Linked DNA regions of Ovis aries: region 1 is linked to region 2. A link is a contact called in public Hi-C data. All regions are on one chromosome and are shown on one strand. The core of a region is the stretch at or near the end of the contact, and the rest is flanking DNA. Distances in the headings are between cores, read along the strand shown. Region 1 has its middle 26 kb from the start of EIF1. Region 2 has its middle 28 kb from the start of KRT23.

Evidence for each region. Hi-C and Micro-C count contacts between places; a contact is called where the count stands out from the background.
Region 1: a Hi-C map of blood shows a contact between it and region 2, with 10 times the contacts expected there. The contact joins two enhancer-like sites. A contact is called at or near these places in 10 of 16 Hi-C or Micro-C datasets (blood, hypothalamus, liver and 5 more).

The regions. Positions count from the first base shown.
Region 1 is chr11:41,612,389-41,619,286 of ARS-UI_Ramb_v3.0, reverse strand. No RefSeq gene overlaps it. Among named protein-coding and RNA genes, the nearest start is that of EIF1, 26 kb to the left of the region's middle. Within about 2 kb of position 3,321, at least 13 of the 54 cell types and tissues checked have an H3K27ac peak or open chromatin away from gene starts, as enhancers often do.
Region 2 is chr11:40,846,254-40,853,241 of ARS-UI_Ramb_v3.0, reverse strand. No RefSeq gene overlaps it. Among named protein-coding and RNA genes, the nearest start is that of KRT23, 28 kb to the left of the region's middle. Within about 2 kb of position 3,576, at least 6 of the 54 cell types and tissues checked have an H3K27ac peak or open chromatin away from gene starts, as enhancers often do.

The DNA of each region.
Region 1 (6,898 bases), core at 2,072-4,571, 770 kb before region 2:
GTGAACTGTAAAGGAATGGGCTGTACCTTGTTGCTTCCTGTGTCTGGAGGAGATGGAGCGCAGGGCTCAGTTCCCGCTCAACCCGAGTGTTAACTCGGGAACTTGCTCCGAGCGGCGAATCGGGCGCACTTCCTGCTGTGGACACAAGATGGCAGCATAGACCAGGCTTCAGAACAGGTGAGGCTCCCGCCCCTCCCATGTTCCCGGGTCTTCCCTGCACTCAAGGCCCTAAAAAGTAACCGGTTCCCTCGAAGTGTGTGGAGGAGAGCCGTCTCTCTAGGACTGGGGGCGTCTGTTCTGGGGTGGGAGCACCAATGGGAGGCCTATAGTGAGGGTGTGCGTGGGTTTCCTGTACCGCCCCCTCCCAAGGGAGACCCTGGTCGGACGGAAGGAGCACCGGGGAGGGAGTGGCAGGTTCGGTCCTAGTTCTGCCCTGCGGCCTCGGGCGAGTGTCTGTGTGCTAGAAACGAACTGATCACAAAGTCCAGCTCGCGGCAAATGCCCACGAGGACTCCACTTTCGGCTCTCTTCCAGTCCCCTTGCCCCAATTTTTCGGAAGGCGAAATGATGATTGCACTAATCATCTGACGGTCATCACACTCTCTGCTTTTCCGGGATTCTGTGTGGCCCAGAAGAGGGGCAAGGTGCCAGAAGAGGGGCGATGTTGGAACAGAGAGGGGGCTTTATTTTTAACTTTTGGCTGCACTCAAGGCATGTGGGACCTTAGTTCCCACCAGGGATCCCCCCCCCCCCCCCCGCCCCGCATTGGAAAGCAGAGTCTTAACTGCTGGACAGCCAGGGAAGACCCCATTTGCTATTGCTGTTTATTATTGGAGTCCTTTCCGCTCCAACATTTGACCATTGAGACCAACTGAGAAAGCAGGGGCAGGACGGGGTAGATTTAGGGATGTCTGAAATGGGTCTGCCTGAGGCGAAGGGCAAAGATGTCTGGAGAGGGTCAGGGACAGCCTGGGGCTTCCCTGGGGAGAGGAGTTGGGTGGTGAAGGGGAGGGATTACCCCTAGCAATTCTCAGGGAGAGCTGGGTCGGGTAGAGACTGCGTGTCCTTCCACCTCTTCCCGGGGCACGCAACGACGGGTCTGCCCAGCAGAGGGCGCCGCGAGCACGCGGAGCCCAGCCTTGAACTTCCTCCAGCTTCGAAGTTCGGCTCAGTTCAGTCGCTCAGTTGTGTCAGACTGTTTGCGACCCCATGGACTGCAGCATGCCAGGCTTCCCTGTCCATCACCACTCCCGGAGCTTGCTCAAACTTATGTCCATCGAGTCGGGGATGCCATCCAACCATCTCATCCTCTGTCGTCCCCTTCTCCTCCTGTCTTCAATCTTTCCCAGCATCTGGGTCTTTTCCAATCAGTCAGTTCTTCACATCAGGTGGCCAAAGTATTGGAGTTTCAGCTTCAGCATCAGTCCTTCCAATGAATATTCAGGACTGATTTCCTAATGGACTTGTCTTCTGGGCCACTGCTCTTGAAGCCTGGCATGCTGCAGTCCATGGGGTCATGAAGAGTCGGACACGACTAAGTGACTGAACAACCACCACAACCCTCACCTGGGATGTGATGGGAGTGAGGGTGCTGCTGGCTAAGCTGGGGAGCTGTGGGCATTGTTACCATTTGTAATTGTGCTGGCTTATGTCCCAAGTGGCAATTGTGGGTTTGCCTGTAATCAGTAATCATTCACTCACTCATTTATTCAGTTCACACTATTGCACACCCACTGAGTGGCAGGCACTGTAGTGGGAGTGAAATGGCAAACAAGGAGTGTGCCCTGATGACCAACACCTACCACCCGTGTCACAGGTCAGCCTGGGGCGCTGGGGGAGCACCTGGGAGGGGGAGCACGTCCTGCCTCCATTCCTGTAAGTGCGCCCACTCTGAGGTGAGCAGGGTTATGCCTCTTACACAGAGGAGAGAATTGAGGTTCAGAGAGGTTACGTAAGGTGCCCAAAGTCACACAGCCTTTAAGGGGATGAGCTGGGATTTGCACCTGGAGCCTTCCCCCCACCCCACCTTGCGAGGCTGCCTCCCTCAGGGAAGAGCCAGTGAGGGTGTAAAGGGGTGAGAGGCTGTTCTGGGGGCTCTGCCTATGCATGGCCTGAGCAGGACAGGAGCCTGTGGGCAGGGGAGCATACAGCTGGCTGATTCATCCCAGAATGAAGGGCTTTGCAGCAATCAGAACTGCCCAGTCATGGAAGGGTGAACCTGAAGAGCAGAAGTGATTTGCCTCTTTGTGGGCCTTTCAGGGGCTGTCGGTAGACCCTGGCAGACACAGCCTGGCACAGTTCCCTTCACCCTCCAGCCTCGTCTTGCCTCCTCTCCCGGCTGTTCTCTGTGTTCCTGCCTTTCTGGCCTTTCTTCAGCAACTTGTTGGGCACACACACCTCTGGGCCTTTGCACACGCACACTCCCTCTTGTCTGGCTAACTCGCCCACCTTCAGGCCGTTCCAAGCACTCCCCAATGCCTTGAGTGCTGCTCTGCTGGTTTAGGCTTCTCCATTCCCCCTAAATATGCCTCTTCATGCCTTACTGATCTTTCCCAGGTAGCTCAGTAGTAAAGAATATGCCTGCCAATGCAGGAGACACAAGAGACGCAGGTTCAATCCCTGGGTTGGGATGATCTCCTGGAGGGGAAAATGGCAACCCACCCCAGTATTCTTGCCTGGATAATCTCATGGACAGAGGAGCCTGTTGGTCTACAGCCATAGGGTTGCAAAGAGTCAGATATGACTGAAGTGGCTTTAGCACTTAGCACGCATGCCTTACAGAAATTAACGGGTAATACTCGTCCCCGCTGGACTGTCAGATATACCTGACAGAACACTGTCCTGTTCTCGGTGCAGTGGGGTGCCTCCTTCAGTGCTCAAGAAAGGTTTCTTGAAAGAATTGAGGAGTGAATGAAGGTAAGAAAGAATGAAAGAAGCACGAAAAGCCCAATGCATGGTCAGGAGATTTGGGTCAGTTGATGATATTTCAAGTATCTTCCAGCCACCCTCTGGCTGCAGCTCTTGTTCCTTGCTCAGGGCACCCCCTTCACCAACGCCCGCCCCTCCCCTCCCCGAGTCTCAAAGACACAATTAACACCTAACGTTTTTAAGCATCTGGACACCCTGCTGGGCACTGCCAATTGTATTCTCACCCATCAAATAATCAGGGACGACCTGAAACGTTGTCAGTGGACACAAGTTTGAAGACTTCAGTCGGCCTGGAAGAGTTTGCGGGTTGGCCTCGCTCGGTGCCACACAGGTCCGCACGGCCCCGCCCTCCCTCGGACTCCACCCCTTGTATGCACGTCCAAAGACGGCCAGCAGGTGGCGGTAGACGGCAAGAGTCGGGGCTCAACTTGCTCGGTCCAATCCCCGATCGCCGGCAGGGGCGCTGACGCTCTACTGGGTGCTCGGATGCGGAGGGTCGGGTTTACTAAGCAGGACTAGGGAGGCGGGGTCAGCCCTGCCTGGAGATGGCGTAGGTCAGAACCTTAGCAAAGGAGGAGGGCTGTGTGGCACCTTCATTTTTTCTCTTTCGTATAGTGCAGTCTTAACCTCTATCTTACAGGATTAAGAAGCAAACCTTTTCTAGGTTTTACTGGCCATCTGATGATCTCTTCCATAATTACTCAATTCTGGTCTCCAGGTGTGAAATAACCCTTGAACACATGGGTGTGGCTGTGTTCCAATAAATACTTGTGGACATTAAATTTTGAATTTCATCCAATTTTCATATGTTGTTCTTTTATTGAAAAAAAAAAAGTCTAAAAAATGTAAAAAGCCATTCTTAGCTCTTGGGGAGGGTGACCCCTGATCTAGGTAAAGTCCCAAACCAGTGCCTGGCATACAGTAGGTGCTCAGTAGCTCTTGGAGGACTTGGCAGGACATTCTCCTCCCAGTTTTGGCCCTGGGTCTCCTAAACCCCTTGCAGAAGTGGTCAGTTAAGGGGATCCCTCTCCTCCCCTCCTCCCTGTGGCCGTGGCTGCATTTTTCCCACTTCCATGCCTCTACCTGGGCAGTTGCCTCCTCCTAATGAAATCTTTGTCTTTATCACCTTACAAGGCCCAATCTCATTGCTCTCTGTAAAAATTCAACTTTAATTGAGGGAATGAAGTATTCACCCATCTTAAGTGCAGAGTTGATGAGTTTTGATAAATGCATTTACCCAAGGGGCCACCACCCAATCAAGATAGAGAATATTTCCTGCACCCCCAAAAGCTTTCCTGGACACTTTCCTAGTCAACCTTGGATATGTTTTTAATGTCTCCAGGTATGAAGGGCTTGCAATGGGCCAGGCTTCAGGGACAAGTCCTGTCTCACTGAAGCCTCGGGAACCTGGTGGGGTGGTGGTAGTTGTTCTATTTATTAGACCTCGTTGCACTGAGTGGGCTTTTCCTGGGGGCACACGGCTTCTCTAGTTGCTGTATATGGGCTTTTAGTTCCCTGACGAGGAATCGAACCTGGTCCCCTGCATTGGAAGTGTGGAGTCTTAACCACTGGACCACCAGGCAAGTCCCGTCAATTGTTATGCGTGGGCACCTTTTGGCTCAGGACTGTGAGCTCTGGGATGGGGAGACACATGCTCACCGAGAGTCAGGTCAGGACTGAGATTTGATCCTGGCCTGCTGCTTCCTAACTGCTCTCCTGCCTGCGTTTCTCCGAGCCCCCTTTGTGTTCCTGGGGGCATCATGGTACACACTTCTATACTACTGGCTATTTGCAGTGTATCTTGGGATCAGGAGCTTCAGCATCCCCTGGGAGCTGGCCAGAAACGCAGAGTCTCGGACCACACCCAGAACTGCTGAGTTCCCCAGTCTCCAGGTGATTTCAAGGCTGAGAATCGCCATCCTGAGGCCAGCTCTTGGTTGTGTTTGTGTCCTGGAAGGCAGGGGCTGAGCCCACCTCAGGGCCACCATACTGCAGGCCCCCATGACTCAGAGTCGAGTTAGTAGGTGAAGGAAGCGCAGGAGACTAGAGCTTTGGGGTAAAGGTTTGGGGGTGGGGCTTGTGTATCCCAGGCGCTAGTGGGAAGACTGAGTCAGTGGGAGGGGTTGGTCTGTCCACTTGGAGCTTGGAGGTCTGGCTCTCACTCCCGCTGGCCACTGTCCGGGGAGATACAGGGAGTCTCGTTCATTTGCATATTACTTGCTCGTGGTTACTTTGTCTCTGGTGCCTTTCGTCTTCTTGCAGGTGGAGGAGTGGGGGGCAGTGGTAGGTGGGGTTGGAGCAGGCTGGAATCTGGAGCAGTGGATGGGACACAGGGCCAGGATGCTGTGGAGGCCTTGGGCTGCAGACCCACGCCTAGCTCCTGGCTGAGGCACATCCTGGGAGCAGGTCTGGCATTAAGCACTGACCCTCTTTGGATCAGAATGAGTGCCTGCGAGTTTCTCCAAGCTCTGGACACTTGCTATGGGAGCAAGGCTGGGGGCAGGGCTGTTTCTCACCTCCCTGGCTTCCTCCCCCTCAAATTCCCCCAGGGCTGTTTCTCACCTCCTTACCTTCGCCCTGCCTCCCCACCAGGTTCCCCCGCTTTGAATGCCCTTTCCCATGCTCTGTCGCAGTCCCACACACATGTGTTCAGACAGCAGGATTCTCTCCAGCAGTGAGAGGACCTTGCAGACATAATGTTGAGCAAGTAAACATAAAGGGAGCTGTATTATGAGCCCAATCATGTGAAGCGCAAAAGCAGTCCTATGAGTCTCTGCTGTTAGTAATGCCTACCTGGGGTGGGGGGGTTAGTACTTGGAAGAGAGCATGGGATGGATGGTGGGGGGCTCTGGGAGATGTTCAAATTGTTTTGTTATCTGGGTGCCGGTTATACGGGTGCTGGTTATACAGGTGCTGGTTTCACTTTGTGAAAATTCACTGAGCTGCACAGAGATTATACGTGCATTTTTCTTTCTTTCATTCCTCTACATTTTTTTTAACTGATTTACTCAATATTTATTTTACATTTACCATGTAAGAAGTATGGCAATAATATAATTTAGAAAAGTTCACTTTTTGGACTAAGCATCTACACTATGTCTGTCCCTCTGATTATTTATATTAAAAATATGTCTAAGGTCTTCCCTGGAGGTTCAGTGGTTAAGACTTCACCTTCCAATGCAGGCGTTGTGGGTTCGATCTCTGGTTGGGGAACTAAGATCCCGCATACTCCATGGCCAAAAAACCAAAAGGTAAAACAGAAGTGATATTGTAACAAATTCCACAAGGACTTAAAAAATGCTCCACATTAAAAAAAAAAAGCTTTTGTATCCTGCATTGAACCTAGACTGGCGCTTTGTTTCTTAGATGACCCAGAGGAATGGTATGGGGAGGGAGGTGGGAGGGGTTCAGGATTGGGAACACGTGTACACCCGTGGTGGATTTATGTTGATGTATGGCAAAACTAATACAATATTGTAAAGTTAAAAATAATAATAATAAAAAAAAGCTTTTAAAGAAAGTCTATATTTTGGGATGTCTAGCATTCTAAATCCTCGAACTTTGCTTTTCACATGTCTTTAAGAAAGGAAAGTTTTCATTGAGTTCTATTTGCATTTTATCTATTAACAGGGTAATTTTAATGTGTGATAATAGCACATGGAGGGGTTATTTTATGACCTGCTCTGTATGTGTATTTTTTTTTGAAAGAAGACCAGATTGAATGTCTAGAAGAATCCTGTGCATATTAGCCACTAGGAATGCTCCTCTTCCCATTGGCAGCTGGTAAGGCCCTGGCTGCTCCATGGGGTTTTGGTTCCCACTCTTCCTGTGGGCTGGGGCTCCCTGACATCAGGCCCATGGCCATTCATCCGTGTCTCCTAGCCTGGGACCTGCACAGAGCAGGTGTGGAACATCTCAGCATGAACGTGATTCCTCAACATTCTTGGGGTGACCTCCAAGGCCTTAGGGC
Region 2 (6,988 bases), core at 2,327-4,826:
GATCTCTGATTCCTCTGCCTTTTCTAAAACTAGCTTGAACATCTGGAAGTTCTCAGATCACCTACTGTTGAACCCTAGCTTTGAGAATTTTGGGCATTACTTTGCTAACATGTGAGATGAATGCAATTGTGTGGTAGTTTGAGCATTCTTTGGCATTGCCCTTTCTTTGGGATTGGAATGAAAACTGACATTTTCCAGTCCTGTGGCCACTGCTGAGTTTTCCAAATTTGCTGGCATATAGAGTGAAACACTTTCACAGCATCATCTTTTAGGATTTGAAATAGCTCAGCTGAAATTCTATCACTTCCACTAGCTTTGTTGTAATGATGCCCACTTGACTTCACACTCTGGGATGTCTGGTTCTAGGTAAGTAATCACGCCATCGTGGTTATCCGGGTCATTAAGATCTTTTTTGTATAGTTCTTCTCTGTATTCCTGCCACCTCTTCTTAATATCTTCTGCTTCTGTTAGGTCCATACCATTTCTGTCCTTTATTGTGCCCATCTTTGCATGAAGTGTTCCCTTGGTATCTCTAATTTTCTTGAAGAGATTTCTAGTCTCTCCCATTCTATTGTTTTCCTCTATTTCTTTGCACTGATCACTTAGGAAGGCTTTCTTATCTCTTCTTGTTATTCTTTGGAAATCTGCATTCAGATAGCTATATCTTTCCTTTTCAGGTACCTAATCAAATATTTTCCCAAAGCTCCTATAATGAATTCTGTGATGAAAATTTGCCATGTTATTTTAACCTCTTCATTTCTTTTACCTCTTAGATTTTTGTCAGAGTGAAGTAAAATATTAACATGCAGATAAGAGGCTCCTTAGGCAAAACATCTCTAAGCCAAGCAACTAAAAGATTTAGTATTGGGAACACCTAAGTAAATTTTTCCTTAAAGAAATATCAGATTGTTTTAGTATTTCCCACAGGTACACTTTTTATTTCTCTAACAGTTAATTAGACATCATGCTTCTTTGCGACCCCATGAATCACAGCATGCCAGGCCTCCCTGTCCATCACCAACTCCAGGAGTTCACCCAAACTCATGTACATCGAGTCAGTGATGCCAACACTATGATACACCTACCTAAAAATAATTTTCCTATTTTTGGTAACTTGAAACTTTAAAGTTTCACTGAATCAATTTAAATGATGGGAATTCATTGAATTCTAGTTCATTTTTAAATAAAATAAAATACTGAAACTTTAATTGCTAAAAAAAAAAAATTAGACATCATGCATAAGCTCAAGTGAAAAAAATAGTAGCTTTAGAAGAAAGCATAGCAATCAACTAATTGAATCCACTTGTTTAAGAGATGAGGAAGGTAAAGTCTAGAAAGGTGAGCCAAGCCCTCCTGGGATTCAAATCTCATTCCTACCTACATATAGCACCTCTGACATATGGAAATATCAGAGCTGAAGAGAGCATCACATAATTTTTAATACTCATTGTTGTTGTTCATTTGCTAAGTCGTGTCTGACTCTTTGTGACCCCAAACTCATAGCAAATTAAAAATAACAATTCTAAACATGAACTATTGAAAAGTCAAGATAATTAGGGTATTAACTCTTAAGTTGAAACAATTTGCAAAAATGCCAGTAATTGCAAGAAAAAAGTAAGCCTAAGATAGGTACTAGAGGTTGAGCATTTTTATTTTCTCTACATATGGTCTTAAATAAATTATTTTACATAGACTATATGTGGCATGGACATTTTTTTAAAGCTTATATTGTGCCAGATGATATACCATACCATTTCTCCAGGGGAAAAAGTAATATAATTCCAAAATTACATTTTATGGACATCAAGCAACATTGTATTATGGTTACATATACACCTATCTAGCCTTTCACTTTAGAAAATGGATACTAATTTCTGATTATGCAGTAGATACTGGTGGCCCCAAGGAATCCATACTACCACCACCATCACCCTACCCCACATACCCCCTGCCCTGGGACTCATGCCTTTCTGTAATTTCTCCCATATTTACTTTGTCCTGGGCCATGACTTGATTTGACCAATGGAACATCAGCAAGCATGATGAAGCAGAGGTTTGATAAATGCTTACACATTAGCCTTACCCCTTGGACTGCTCTTTCTAAGAAGCCACCTACCATGTAAAAAGTTCATTTACCCTAAAACTATCACACTGAATAAGTCTAAGCTAGCCTCCTGGAGAGGCCACACGAAGGAAAACTGAAGAAACCAATCAACAGCCATAACTGAAGCTCCAGACCTATAACTCAGATCAAGCCATTCCAGCTAGTTCTTAGCCATTCACGCCAACCCAGCTGAGGTCCCAGATACCATACAGCAAAGACAAGCCATTTTAGTATGCTATATCTGAAATTGGGACCCATGGAATTATGGAAAGATAGAACAGCTGTTGTTTAAAGCCAGTATATGTTGGGGTAGTTTTTCATGCAGCAGTGGATAAACAAAACAAAGTATTTAAAATAGAAGAGTCTATTATTTGCTCAGTGACAATAGCTGACTTAAAGCTAGTCCATTAGCGATGTTATGTGGCAGCCTGGATGGAAGGGGAGTTTGGGGAAGAATGGATACGTGTACACGTATGGCTGAGTCCCTGTTCTGTCTACCTGAAATTCAATACACAACAAAAAGTCTAATACAAATAAATAAATGAAACTAGTCTATTAGCATCCCATCCAACTTTCTACCAAGCTTTGTAATCATTTTAACATTGAACTGGATCTCTACAGAAGTCCTGGTCCAGTAACCATAGGTGAAGCACCAGAGCTTTCAAAAAAAAAGCCAAAGTCTTCACTCTTCAAAGATGGGACAGAGTAAAGCCAATGCTCCAGTATCTTCACAGCTTCCCTCTGTGTCTCTTCACAAATGGGGGACCAAGCAGTGTAAGTCCAACCCGGAAAAGAGCATGTGAGAATGCCCAAGTAAATTCTTTTCCATCATATCTTTGAGTTTCAGTTCCTTTCAACTCTGTGTTTACGTTCCTCATTCCAGGCACATTAACAACTTCTCTCTAAATACTTGGTAGGTATGACATAGATCAAGAGTTTCACTGAAAGGTGATCTGTTTTCAGTGTAGGTAAGCAAAGTCCTCCTTGACCAAGAAACTATTAAGGCCTGTACAGATTAAGATGATCACAACCATCAAGTTGTTATAATGTTTAAGTTTTTAAGTCATTAAGACCCTAGACTATTGTCCATTCATTCTAGGCATGTTTTTTTTTTTCCACAGTGCTGAACATTAAATACTATACTCGTACATGGCCTTTAATCCACAAATACTTTTAAGATTTTTGGTTGGATAGATAGATAGGTACCCTGAAGTGTTTTGTTGGTTATTTGTGTATCATAACAACATTGGTTTTCCAACTTCCTAGATGCCTGGGATCATTCCTGTGTGTGACTCACTCTGCATCTCATTTATTCTATTACAACATCTACCTGTCACCATCTTCCTGAAGAGGATTAGAGGGTTTCTAAAATATATTTGCAGTGAGGTCATGCAAAAAAGGAAAAGAAGACTGTCTCTGACATACTTCAGAATCTGATGACCTAACCATACTCACAGTTTTTACCAAAGAAGTTCGTATGTGTGTATGTGTTAGTCACACCAGTACATGGACTGTCCTGCTCACCATAAGGTCTCTTTGAAATTTAAATTAGGAGCCATCTAAAAAACTTAGTCACTAAGTTGTAGCCAACTCTTTTGTGACTCCATAGACTGTACCTGCCAGGTTCCTCTGTCCATGGGATTTTCCAGGCAAAAATACGGGAATCGGTTGCCATTTCCTCCTCCAGGGGAATCTTTCTGACCCAGGGATTGAAATCCTGCACTGGCAGGCAGATTCTTCACCACTGAGCCACCAAGATTAAAAACTATAAGTCACTTTATGCTAATTTTTAACGGATGCATGCCCAACACTCATATATGTGACATACATACACACATATATTTTAAAAAACTTTTAACAGTAACAACTCTTCTTGACTGAGTTCTGCACCCATAGCCTCATTTAACGCTTATCACAACCCTGTAAGGTTTGATTATCCTCATTTTAGAGTTGAGGAAACTGGGACTCAAATGGAGTGAACTAATTGACCTGTGGTCACATAGCTAAAAATGATGACACCAACATTTGTACCCAAGATTCTTTCTACTGTGTTGCACAAAGTCAAAAATTGTTGTTAAAGAGCTATGGAAAACCTAGACAGAGGCAACATGCTTTGATGAACTCTTGCTGATGGTTTCTATCTAAGGTGAAGGTGCAGGGATAAGAAATCTGAATGGGCATGGTACTAAAATAATACACAAGAGCTGGAAATACCCAGGACTAGGCAGGAACAGAGTTTTTGACCTGAGAACTCCCTTCCTATTACCCAAATCTTGAAGCATTCGCTCCTCTGTGCCCTAGAGGTATTCTCTTAACTTGCCTAAAACCCTACTAGTCAACACCAGAGAGGAGCTTAGCAAGTTCCAAAACCAGAGGACCTCACCCCTTAGTCTGACCTTATGCTCACTCCTACTTTCTACCAAAAATATCTCTCCCCATATTTTCAGAGAATGAGAAAAAAAGAGAAGGATAAAGAGAAGATGGTCATGATGGCCGGGCCATAGTCAGAACATGTTCAAGAGTCATCTGTTAAAAATATTGTATCCAGAGTCCCCCCATCACAAAAATATGCTGTAAGGATTTCCAACACTCTAGGAAGTAGTAGTTTGGGAGTCAATATCTAATCCCAAGTTTTATATATATATATAACACATATAACTATATATATATATATATATATATATATATATATATATATCTCAGTGCCTCTTAAATCTTAATATTCATACCTATAACATGGGATTCTTATTACAAATGCAGATCTGGGTTTCTAGTAGGTCTGGGTTAGGGCCTAAGATTCTGCATTTTCACAAGCTCCCAGATGATGCTGAGGCTGCTGATTTACCAACCGCACCTGGATTATAGATATGCATTCAATCCACGTCAGTCTATCCGCTAGACTGAAAGTCTTATCTCTAAGCTGTCTCCATAGATGTCATGCAGGAAAGGCAGCACACCAGAATCCCATTAGCATCGTCTTTTCAAAGTGAGGAAAGCTTACAGGAGCACTAAGGGAGGGCTTGAAAGAAGGTGTCTCTTGGTTCTAGTCAAGAGTAGAGAACAGAACAGTCTGGAAGCTTAAGGAGACCCATCACCTTGTCCCAGACTATTTCTGGCGTCCATGTATTATCACAAGACCCGGAAGGTTCACCACTATCCAGAATCATTGATGAGGATGCAAAATGCCTTGTCAATATTGTCTATTGCATAGCACATATGGCAATAACAAGTACGCCACTATTTACATACAAATATCCACTTACAACATTCTTCCTAAATAATCTGCAAGGACCATTTTTTTATTCAGAGAACTAAATGATGTCTGAAGTTTTAAGGAAACCAACAACTCTGTGAAATGATGTCCTGTTCCACACTAAACTAACCCAGCTTGGATTGGTTGCTTTCATTGTTATTGATGTTTTTGTCTCTGTTTTCAAGAACTCACACGTGAATTGGAATAAGAACCAATCAAGAAATATGTATGACGTTCCTAACATGTGACTACTATGGAGCCAATCCCCATTAGGAAGACAAAACAAGGAAGTTAGTGAAGTCAGAACTTCAGAGAAGCAAGTTAAAATATACAAAACAGTCCTTTTGCCCAACTGCCGTTCCTGGTACCCATAATCATGGTAGGTAGTCATTATAATTACTACCTTTGCCGGTTTCATGATAAGGAAATTGATTTAAGCTAAGAGACAAAAAGAAAACAAGTCTCTTCAGTAAAGCTTTTTCCACCCTCTTGGAATTTTCTCCCACACTCAACAAAAACTTCATAAAGCCATCCCTGACCCTTCTGCCCAGTTCCACCAAGTCAAGTCCTACAGTTGGCCTCACACCCTTCCCAAGCATCCAGGTATTACCATGTGACTTCCCCCCACCAGGCCCCAGCCTATTTTTCCAGAGGGCAGCCATCATTACCTGAATGGCAGGTTTGCCATGCAAGCTGCCTTAATGTGAGGCTTTGTAGACATCACGCCTGAGTTGTCATTAATGTCCTCTGAAAATAATAATCAACTGATAGACCAAATTAGGGCATTCCAAGAAAACATTCATCCAGGCATTTGGGGAAGCCATGGAAAATCTAAATTTATTGACCTTTTTGTTCTCCAGAGAAAGATTTAACATACACACAAAGACAATAGTCAGCTAAAAGCTTATGAACCTCATTTGCTACAGCGCTAAGGGTTGGATGAGCAGCTCTGGGGAAGGAGGTAGCATCTTTAATCATTCCCACATGTACAAAGGGCTGGAACACTGGCAAGAGACCTTATTGTGGGGATGTGGGTGATTCCATTTCTCACTCTGTCCTTTCTTCTTCCCTCTACCACGTTAGGTGGTTAGAAGTTTCTAGAAGAGACCTCTCTACAGGAGACAAATTATCGTCTATCTTCCTCCTCTACCCCTACCTCTCATGTAGACGCACCTGAGGCCAATATGACCCAAGGGAGGAGGTGACAGCACTCAAGTCTGCTGTCTTCCACCCCAGCCACACTGTCCCTGGGCCAACCAGAGGGTAGGGTGACCAGGATCAGGTTCTGACTGAGGCCACAGTGGGGCTACCTTCTAATAGCAGATGTCCCTCCCCCAGTCACAGGAACCGGAAGGAGGAAATAAGCCCCCAGGGACAAGCACAGGCCTGCTAACCACTTTTACAGCATTTGTTGTTGTTTTCCAGTTGCTAAGTCGTGTCTCACTCTTTGCGACCCCATGGACTGCTGCGCTCCATGTCTCTCTGTCCCTCACCATCTCCTGGAGTTTGCCCACGTTCATGTCTATTGATCAGAGCCGCTATCCAACCATCTCATCCTCTGCCGCCCTCTTCTCCTTTTGCCTTCAATTTTCCCCAGCATCAGGGTCATTTTTACAGCAGGCATAGAGTTA